Linked DNA regions of Sus scrofa: region 1 is linked to region 2. Evidence: chromatin contacts called from public HiChIP or PLAC-seq data. All regions are on one chromosome and are shown on one strand. Each heading gives the region's core, a stretch centred on a gene start, on an enhancer-like site or on the middle of the called end of the contact. The rest is flanking DNA. Distances are from core to core; before and after follow the strand shown. Region 1 holds the start of ZCCHC11 (terminal uridylyltransferase 4). Region 2 has its middle 22 kb from the start of SELRC1.

Region 1 (4,718 bases), core at 1,499-3,998, 120 kb before region 2:
TGTTCTTTTTTAGACATATTTCTCTCAGCAGTAACAATTAACTGCATTTGTAACATTATGAATTCAAGCATTTGCAGTTTAGGAATTAACACATCTCACTGAACTCTGTTGTATCAAGTCTTTTTTTTTTCCTTTTCTTTTTCCTTTTAGGGCTGCACTCTGCATATGGAGGTTCCCAGGCTAGGGGTCAAATTGGAGCCACAGCTGCTAGCCTGTGCAACGCAGGATCTGAGCCATGCCTGCAACCTACACTGTAGCTCATGGCAACACAGGATCCTTAGCCCACCGAGTGAGGCCAGGATTGAACCTGCAACCTCATGCTTACTAGTCAGATACATTTCCACTGAACCACAACAGGAACTCCAACAGGTTAAATCTTAATAGTTCTGAAACCAAAAACTTTCAGCAGAAATAAAATTCAAATACCTTTCTCTACCCACAGATACTGATTTGATATTCTTTAAAACACTACATAATAATGCTGCTTATTAGGCATGTCAAGGTTAACTTTGAGTTAAAAAAAAAGTTCTCCAATTACTTACTTTTACTAAAATGACTCTTCTCTGAGAACAAAAATTATCTTTAAACAGCTTTTTATTATTCAAATATTTATATTACAATTACAAATTTTTACTTTAATATGTCTAAAATTATAATGGAGACACTGTACTGTTCCAGCTAAATTAACTAAAAATAAATGTATTTCTAGGTGTGATTTAGAATTTACAATATTGAACTAAACTTATATGCATGATAACATCTTAGTTTATCTGTATTACTAACAACTTGACCTAGGACAATGAAAAGATTTTAATTTCCTTTCTGTATTTAGATATTTGCTAAACTCAAAACATTAAATGCAAATAACTTTCACTTCCACTTCTGTATTATTTCAAGTAAACTTTATTTTTTTCATTTTCCACACAAGTCAAATGAAAAATTGCAAACAGCAGGAAATTTTATCTAAAAGCTTTTTTTTAAAGCAACTTTCTTTTGTTTGTATTATCTTTTGTATTATCTTTTGTTTGTATTATATCATCTTTTTAAAGCATAAAACAACTTAAATTTCTTATCTTCCCCAAAGTAAATGGTTTTTAAGAAGCACTCTTTACAATTTGTTTATAAAAGGATCACGGTACGCTAGACACTAGTGAATCCATTAATTATTTAAGCACGGTTTTCTAAAAGAATATGTAATAATTTTTAAGTTGTGAGTAAGCAGTACTAGGATGCAATTTAGTGCAACAATTTTAAGGAGACATATAAGAGTTCTGAGCCTAAAGAAAATTTCAGCGTACATTTTACTCATATACAGAACATGCTGACTGATAGTAACAATAAAAAAGAAAAACTTTTTTTGAAACATCCTACAATTCACCACCTTGATATGGCATTCTCTCGAAATTATCATATCCAGTTGGGATTATCCGGTTTTATTAGCTAATAGTTCTCATTAATTGAAAAACAGAAAACAGGATATGTTCTGTTTCACCAAGTGTTACACATTTCGCTACTACAAGACTGGGGGGGGGGGGCGATCTTTGGAAACAAAAGGTAATCTGATCCACTCCAGCTAATTACTAAATGCATGCCAAAAACACACAATTCGAACTGCATTTCTGAACACTAAAGCGATTACAAAAAGGGTCGAATGTCAAATGTGTAAGGAACTACTTTTGTACCAAAAATATATCAAAGCGAAGATACATGGTACACCGAAACTAAAATCTCGCGCAAGGTACAAAATTCATCTAATTAAAGATTTGATAATCTTTTAAAAAGAAGGTGTTTAATCAACGTTGTTAAAATAGCAGTAATTCATCCCATTCAGGTACGGCTAGAAACCCCGATGCTGTGCTTCTTTCAGGTCTAAATATCTCATTCTTTTGCAATCACGATACCAAAAGGACCTGAAACCTCTCGCGGAGGCGTACAATACACTCCGCGAGTGCTGTATGTTTACAAATACCAATCTCACAGTTTCCCACGTCAAAAGCGTTCATTACCACCCTTCGACTGGGGGGCAAGGGAGAGAGAAGGCGGGCGACCAAGAAAGGAAACCCTCTCACCAGACACCTCGGCCTTCTCTCCACCCGACAAGGGCGGGCCCGGAATAAGTGTTTATTATGTATTATTTGCGTGTGTGTATTTATACATTACATACGTATATCTATGTCTAAGCAGGGGTGAAAAAAAGGCACACATGGCAGGGAATCCTATCGCACCCAGAAAATGCTCACTGCTATCCCGTTAACTCCAAATCCGCCGCCCGGGTCCACAGGTTTCGGCCCGCGGCCGAGAGCCCCAGCCTCACTGTGGAGTTCGGCCCCTACGCGCCCCGATGCCCACCTCAGGCCGCCCAGGCCGCCGCCCCTACTTCCCTCATCTCTGCCTTCCCCTGGGACACGCGAAGCCCATTCCCGTAAAGAAAGAAGTGTCAGGCCCCAAGGGGGCGGCTGACACGCGCTCGGGCCGGGCCCCTGACACCTGCGAGGCGCGGCACCTGAGGAGGGCGAACAGGGGGCCGCCCGGCCTGCCCAGAGCACACCCCCTCGGCGCCGGCGGCTGCGCCGCGGCCAGAACCTCCGTACCTGCGAGGCCCGCGAGCTACAGGCGCGCGCGGCGCCTCCTCATCTCAGTGGCTCCCGCTCCCCCTCCGCCTCCCGCTGCCGCCGTCACTGCCGTCGCCGCTGGAGGCCGGGACACGACGAGCTCAGGACTCCACCGCCATGTCCGCCGCGCCGCGAACTGCATTGTGGGGGGGAAGGGATGGGGAGGGGGAGGAGAGAGGGGGAGAGAAAGAGGAGGACCTGCTGAGGGGAGGGGGCCGAGGGAGAAGGTGGGGGGAGCCGAGGAGAGGGGGAGGGGAGAGAGGGACAGAACCCTGAATGGAGTCCTGACCCGGGCGAGGGTAGGCGATAGATGCCCCGGAGACCCCAGAGAGGAAGCGCCGAGGGAAGGCTTTAGGGGTGCCCCCTCCCTTCGTTCTGGGGGCCCCAGGGCACTGGCTGAACCGGGGCGGGGGACAGTAAACACCAGTGGGGGCGGGGCTACGTTCGGGGGCTAGAGGTGGCGGCGAGAAACAACGGGAGGGGGCCGACGTGGGAGGACAGCGCACTCACAGCCACGCTGAGGGAAGGGGCGAGCGCGCGAGGACACTCGTTAGCCCGCGAGGAGGGGGCGGGGCCCTCTAGCGTTGGGGGAGGGTCGGAGGCCGCTCGGGCTCGCGGGGAGGGGCGGGGCCACCGAGCGAGGGTCGCAGCGTCGGGCCCCGGTCCGGGAGCCCCCTGGGGAGCTCGGAGAGGCCTGAGGAGGCGGGGGTTGCGGGCATAGCCGCGCCTCTCAGATCTATTCATGGGCCTGCGGACCTCCCTGCGGAGGACCCCCAAGCGGGAAGAGGGGCCGAAAGCCTCCCCCGCCCCCAGGAAGGAAGACCGGTTTGGGACGTGCACCCTCCGGCCTGGCCCACGGGCATGGCACCCGGACCCTCGGCGGTTAGTGTGGGCTTCTAAACACCTGAGAGAGTAGGTGGACAGAGGAAGCCCCGGGGTCGTTCCCACCCTTTCCTGACCCCGCCTATGCTGTCAGCCCCCCAAAGCTGGAATCATCTTCTTTCAAGATGCAAGCAATTTATTTTACTTTATTTTGCTTTTTAGGGCAGCACGTGGAGGTTCCCGGGCTAGGAGTCAAATCTGAGCTACAGTTGCAGGCCTACACCACAGCCACGGCCAGATCCCAGCTGTCTGCGACCTACACCACAGCTTACAGCAACGCTGGATCCTTAACCCACTCAGCAAGGCCAGGGATGGAACCCGCAACCTCAGGATTCCTAGTGGAATTTGTTTCCACCGCAGCGCAATAGGAACGCACCAGACAATTTCTTTTAAAATGGAGTAAAGGAGGTCTGGAGAAATATCTGGAGCATCCCCCCAACCCCCCAGAGAAAAGATTTTAGAAGTCATTTATTTAGTTTCACATGGGTTTGGAATCAGCTGCCAACCATCAGCCTCCTTCCTCTCCTGCTTTTAATGTAGGTTCCTCAGCATACTTATTTAAAGTCGCGATCCGAATGGACTTAAGTTTTTGGGGTTTTTTTTTTTGGTATTTTTTTTAAGGCCCCAGCCTTGAAGATTATTCACCCAACCTCTAACCTCAAAGCTAGACAAATCACACAACTACAGTCCAACTGCATTTGACACATGCTAAGGCAGGAAAAGGATATGATGCGGTGGATATGAGAGAAGATGCAGAATCTTGAGTATTTACAAGATTCTGCTTTATAAAATTTCTCATGATGTAACTCAGAGGCTGTGAGCTATAAAAGTTTACAGAAAGGGCCTTCCCTCTCTGCAGAGTCCATCTACTTTGCACCTCAGAAGTGAATACTTCTCATTGATCTATTTGTTTAGATGAAACTGAAGCTTAATGAGAAGGGTTTATACATTGCCCACTAAGTGTTAGTCACTGAGTAAGAGATTGCACATATTTCAGCATTTAATCCTCATTAACAATCCCATGAGGTCCATGCTATTGCTCCTATTTTTAAACAAACCCTGAGAATAAGTACATTTTACCCATACCATGTCTCATGCCAGAGGGCTCCAGTGAAGCGCATAGAGTAGTAGATTTCAAACCAAAAGAGCCCTACCAGGCTTCAGCACTTATCAGCTGGATGACGTTGACCAAATATACCCTCTGAGTTTAAATTTTTAAGTTTT
Region 2 (4,835 bases), core at 486-2,985:
GTTCCATCCCTGGCCTCGCTCAGTGGGTTAAGGATCCGGTGTTGCTATGAGCTGTGGTGTAGGTCGCAGATGCAGCTCAGATCTGGTGTTGCTGTGGCTGTGGTATAGGCTAGCAGCTGCAGCTCCGAATTGACCCCTGGCCTGGGAACTTTCATGTGCCGCAGGTGCGGACCTAAAAAGACAAAAAAAAAAAAAAAAAAGAATTTGAAGGCAGTAATAGCAGAGCATTAACCTGAGTATGGGGCCCTGTGCAAATACATAGGTGGCACGTCCATGAAGCCTCCCTGGAACAGCGCCCTGCATCTTCAGCTCTTCATGCCCCCCATGCCCCCCACCCCACAGCCCATCCTATCATGTGTCCTTATGGAGCCTGGGAAGCTCCTGGCACACCTGAGAAATACAGGAAGCATTTGGTACCAAGAGGGTTAGAGCCCACTTGGGTCTGGAGTCTACCAAGATTTGAACGGACCTTGAACCTCACTGGCTGAAAGATGCCGTCTCTCCCCTCCCTCCTTGGCTCCCTCTGTCAGACAGCCCTCTGGTTTAGTAGATGGTGGTACAAACATCTGACTAGGAACTGGGAACTTACCACTGCCTTGCTAGACAACCGGAGGCATTCCACATGCTCTCTGGTGTCAGTTTCTTTACCTATTAAATGAAATGGTTGAATTCAGTATCACATGAAATATTTTTTCACTGAATACTGACCGGGCAAGTTCACACTAGAATAATCATATCATTAAACTGACTACTGATATTCCAGACAGCATTATATTACCAGATATATGACCCACTGTATATTCCTCCTTTTAACCCCCATGACAATCCTATAAGGTATTTTTCTAGAACTCTAAACACAAACTTGACAGGTAGTGATTTTTGTCTGCTTTTTTCTTTTTAAAATTTTATGATTCTTTGCCTTCTTTTTCACGGATGTATCCCAGTTGCTAGAACAATGTCTGGCACACAGTAGGTGCTCAGAAGCTATGTGTGGAACAGATGACTGAGGAAACAGGCTCAGAGAGGCCGGGGTGTGGTTTGTCCAAGGTCTTATCATTAGGAAACACCAGAGCCAGGATTCTAATCCTGCCTGGCTCCAAAGTCTATGCTTATGCTTATTCACCTGCTGTGTGTGTGTGTGATTCTCATTTTACAGATGAGGAAATAGGCTCTAGTGAATGGGGATCTCTGCTGGCTCTCAAATCCTGCGTTTCTAAGCACATGGGCCCCACTTTGCAGGAATAACAATTCTTTGAAAGCTGATGTCACTTGTCGCCTCTGCCCAAGACTCTTCTGAGGTCTCCAGAGTACCATTCTCACAGAAGCAAGGTCACTGGCAAAGGCATACCAGGCTCAAGTCCTGCTCTGTTCATATTCACTGCAACCTTAGGCAAGTTCTCTCTCTCTGAGCCCCAATTTCCTCATCTGTAAAATGGGCTCCATACGCCCTAAACCTCCCTCCAAGGAACTTCCCTCCTCTAGGAGGGGCTACGCACACGATAGGCCCTTAATAAAGGTGGCTGTTATTACCCTACCCCAGAGCAGCTTCAAGGTCAAAGCTTGCTGCCACTGACAGCCAGAGCCTGCCGGGGCCTCCTGGAACCTGATCGGAGCGCACCGGCTCAGGGAGAGTAGGGTCAGCTGCTGCTATTCTTGGAGCTGATGGAACCCAGCCGGGTTTCAAGTTCCCTCAGGGAGCCCCAGCCCAGGCAGTTCAGCTGGTCATGTGCGCAGTGAGCTCTGACCTCAGCATGTTCTGGGCCCTGCACACAGCCCAGGCTGGAGAGAACCCTGGAGCACAGCGTGTGCTGCCGGGAGACACGTCCTCCTGAAGCTGACCTCAGCCATTCAACTATGTTCACAAGCATCTGCTGGGTGCCCAGAAGGGCTTTGGGTGCTATTTGGGGAATCTCCCAGAGACTGCAAAGAATCTTCAACATCTGGATGACAGGCAGCCTTAGACAGAGGAAAGAGGGATTAGGAGCAGGCAGAACTAAATTTTAATCCCAGCTGTACTACTTGCTGGGTCTATGTCTCTTTACAAGCCGCCCTATCTGGGCTTCAGTAGGTCTGAAAAAGAGTGAGAATAAAAACTGCCTTAGAAGGGTGTTGAGAGAATTAGAGCTTCTGCCACACGGTAGATGCTCGGGAAATGATCACTATTTAGACTGTGAGCTCATGGAGTTCCTATTGTAGCTCACTGCTAATGAACCCAACGAGAATCTATGAGGACGCAAGTCCGATCCCTGGCCTTGCTCCTTGGGTTGAGGAGCAGGTGTCGCCATGAGCTGCCGTGTAGGTTGCAGACTTGGCTCTGACCTGGCATTGCTATGGCTGTGATGTAAGCCAGCAGCTGTAGCTCAGATTAGACCCCTGGCCTGGGAACTTCCATATGCTGCAAGTGCAGCCCTAAAAAGCAAAAAAAAAAAAAAAGACTGTGAACTCAGAAATGACAGGCAACCTGACAGATTCAGCTATGTGTCCAGTGCCCAATCTAGGGCCAGGCAACAGGGGACTCTCAGTGTTGGTTGAGTGAATAATGAATTACAGAGGTACTGAATGGAGATGCCTCATGGGGTGCCCAGCTTTTGCTACACTCACACCTTTACCCCCAACTTCCTTACTGTTATAAGGGACAAGAAGTCTTTGCAGGATTTCAAAGAGGATAGAATTCTTGGTGCCTGTCTTTCAAACCTCATAGATTAACTGGGGAGACAAAGATGAAAATAAGTAATTACAACGGTGAGCAAAAACCATTAGTTCTTAGAATTTCAAGACATTCCCTTTTTTTTTTTTTTGCTTTTTAGGGCCACACCCCGCGGCATATGGAGGTTCCCAGGCTAGGGGTCTAATCAGAGCTGTAGCCATTGGCTTACACCAGAGCCACAGCAATGCCAGATCTGAGCCACATCTGCAACCTACACCACAGCTCACAGCAACACTGGATCCTTAACCCACTGAGCAAGGCCAGGGATTGAATCCGAAACCTCATGGTTCCTAGTCGGATTCATTTCCACTGTACCACAACGGGAACTCCTCAAGATATTCTTAGTATTCCAAGAAAAAAAAATGTGGCACACTTGGGCTTGTGATTTTTAGTCATGTGGATATTAATATTGGTTTGTTGGCATTAAGTTATAGTGAAATGTATTTTAGGGTGCCAGGGTGTTAGGTTCTTCTTTCATTGTTTCAAAACACCTTTTATAAAAAGACATCTTCCTAAATAGAAGCCAAGAAAGAGTACTGATCCTTTCATATGCCAGCTCCAGCTTAGACAGGACCTTTTGTTTTGTTTTCGTTTTTTTTTTTTTAAGGCCACACCCGCGGCATATGGAGGTTCCCAGGCTAGGGGTCCAATTGGAGCTACCGCTATCAGCCTATGCCAGAGCCACAGCAATGTGGGATCCTTAACCCACTGAGCGAGGCCAGGGATCAAACCCAAAACCTCCTGGTTCCTAGTCAGATTCTTTTCTGCTGCGCCACAACAACAACTCCGACAGGAGCTTTTCTTAATAAACCAGTCCAGCCCTGCAGCTTACACCAGTCCTTGGATGTGAGGGGGCCTGGGTATGATTTGTCTTGAGGCCAAGATGCCACTCTGTGCTGTTCATCTCAGCAAGCAGCCACTGATGGCCTAGCACATGCCCAGGCTCAGGCCGCTGTTCTCATGGTACTCAGTTTTGTGTGATGTGGAGAGCATAAATATACAAACAACACACTGTGATGGATGGAAACTCGGGGCACTAGAGGGCAGAGAAAGCTGCTAACCTGGCCTGGGGGTGAAGGGAATGCTTCTAGAACCTTAAAAGATGAAAAGCATTCTACTTAAGGTAGAAAGGCATTCCAGACAGTGGAACCAGAAAACCAAAAAGCATGTCAGTAAAAAGCAGCCTGGGTGTTTTTCTTGTAACTTGAGGGGGGTGGGTGGAGTGCAGAATCTATAAGCAGTTCCCTGTTGCAAAAGCCTGTTGGGAAGAAGATGGGGCTAAATACAGAGGACGGACTGTACCATGGGGGTGGGGAGACATACGTTAGGGAAAGAATTTTGGCCTTTCCCCTTGAGACAGTGGGGAAGCCTGATTTATAAACTGTAATACAATCACTTTTCCTCAAGCCTGGGGAGGGGCACCAGCTGGGAATAGTTTCCACTCTGGGCCCCCAGCAGGTGCAAGTCTTCTCAGTGACTCTCTCCCCACTGGGGCAGCGGAGAAGGGAAGAGGCAGGAGGCAGGAGGCAGGCCCACCCCCACCCCTCACCAGGCCTGCCTCCTGCAGCTGTTTGATGCCCTGTGAACCCCCGGAGTGCTGAGGCCCATCAGCCCCCTGGATGTGAAAACAGTGACAGCAAAGGCAGCCTATTTTAAAAGCCAGACTGCCTCTCGAGCTAACATTGCCACTTGGAGAGAAAACAGCTATCTAACTGTAAAATCTGGTCCCCTAAAAATCTTCTTCAAGAAATGGTTATCCTATGATAGGAGTTCCTATTTAATCTTCCCAACAACCCAAGTAGAAGGTGTTATTATCCCTACACGAGAGGTGACAAAATCGAGACCTGGAAGGTTGGGTAACTTGCCCAAGGTCACACGGTCAGTGAAAGGCAAAACCCAGGTTGGAAGGCAGGTCAAGACCTTTAGACCTGGTGTTTTCTTGTGGCTGCGTGCATTGTCACTGCAACGGCATGGGTTGCTCCTGCGCTGTGGGTTCGATGCCTTGCCTGAGAACTTTCCGCACGCTGTTAAGACATTTAGACCTAAGAACTGGAAAAAGTCTGGTGCTCCCAGCCTTAATGTAGATTTCAAAATAGAAGAGATCTAAACTCCAATAGGAATGTCAGGA

What was found. HiChIP or PLAC-seq counts read pairs in DNA pulled down with a chosen protein or histone mark.
Region 1: a contact with region 2 is called in an H3K27ac HiChIP or PLAC-seq map of skeletal muscle. The contact joins the promoter of ZCCHC11 here to the enhancer-like site in region 2. A contact is called at or near these places in 2 of 5 promoter capture datasets (fetal skeletal muscle and liver), 15 of 47 Hi-C or Micro-C datasets (alveolar macrophages, brain, embryonic fibroblasts and 10 more) and 1 of 2 datasets of contacts at active chromatin or transcription factors (skeletal muscle).

What each region holds. Positions count from the first base shown.
Region 1 is chr6:159,654,078-159,658,795 of Sscrofa11.1, reverse strand. ZCCHC11 (terminal uridylyltransferase 4) reads right to left here and starts at 2,748. Exons shown (of 29, transcript XM_021096643.1): 1 at 2,592-2,748.
Region 2 is chr6:159,531,876-159,536,710 of Sscrofa11.1, reverse strand. No RefSeq gene overlaps it. Among named protein-coding and RNA genes, the nearest start is that of SELRC1, 22 kb to the right of the region's middle. Within about 2 kb of position 1,735, at least 23 of the 83 cell types and tissues checked have an H3K27ac peak or open chromatin away from gene starts, as enhancers often do. A contact at or near this core is called in fetal liver, fetal skeletal muscle and skeletal muscle, where this site is marked.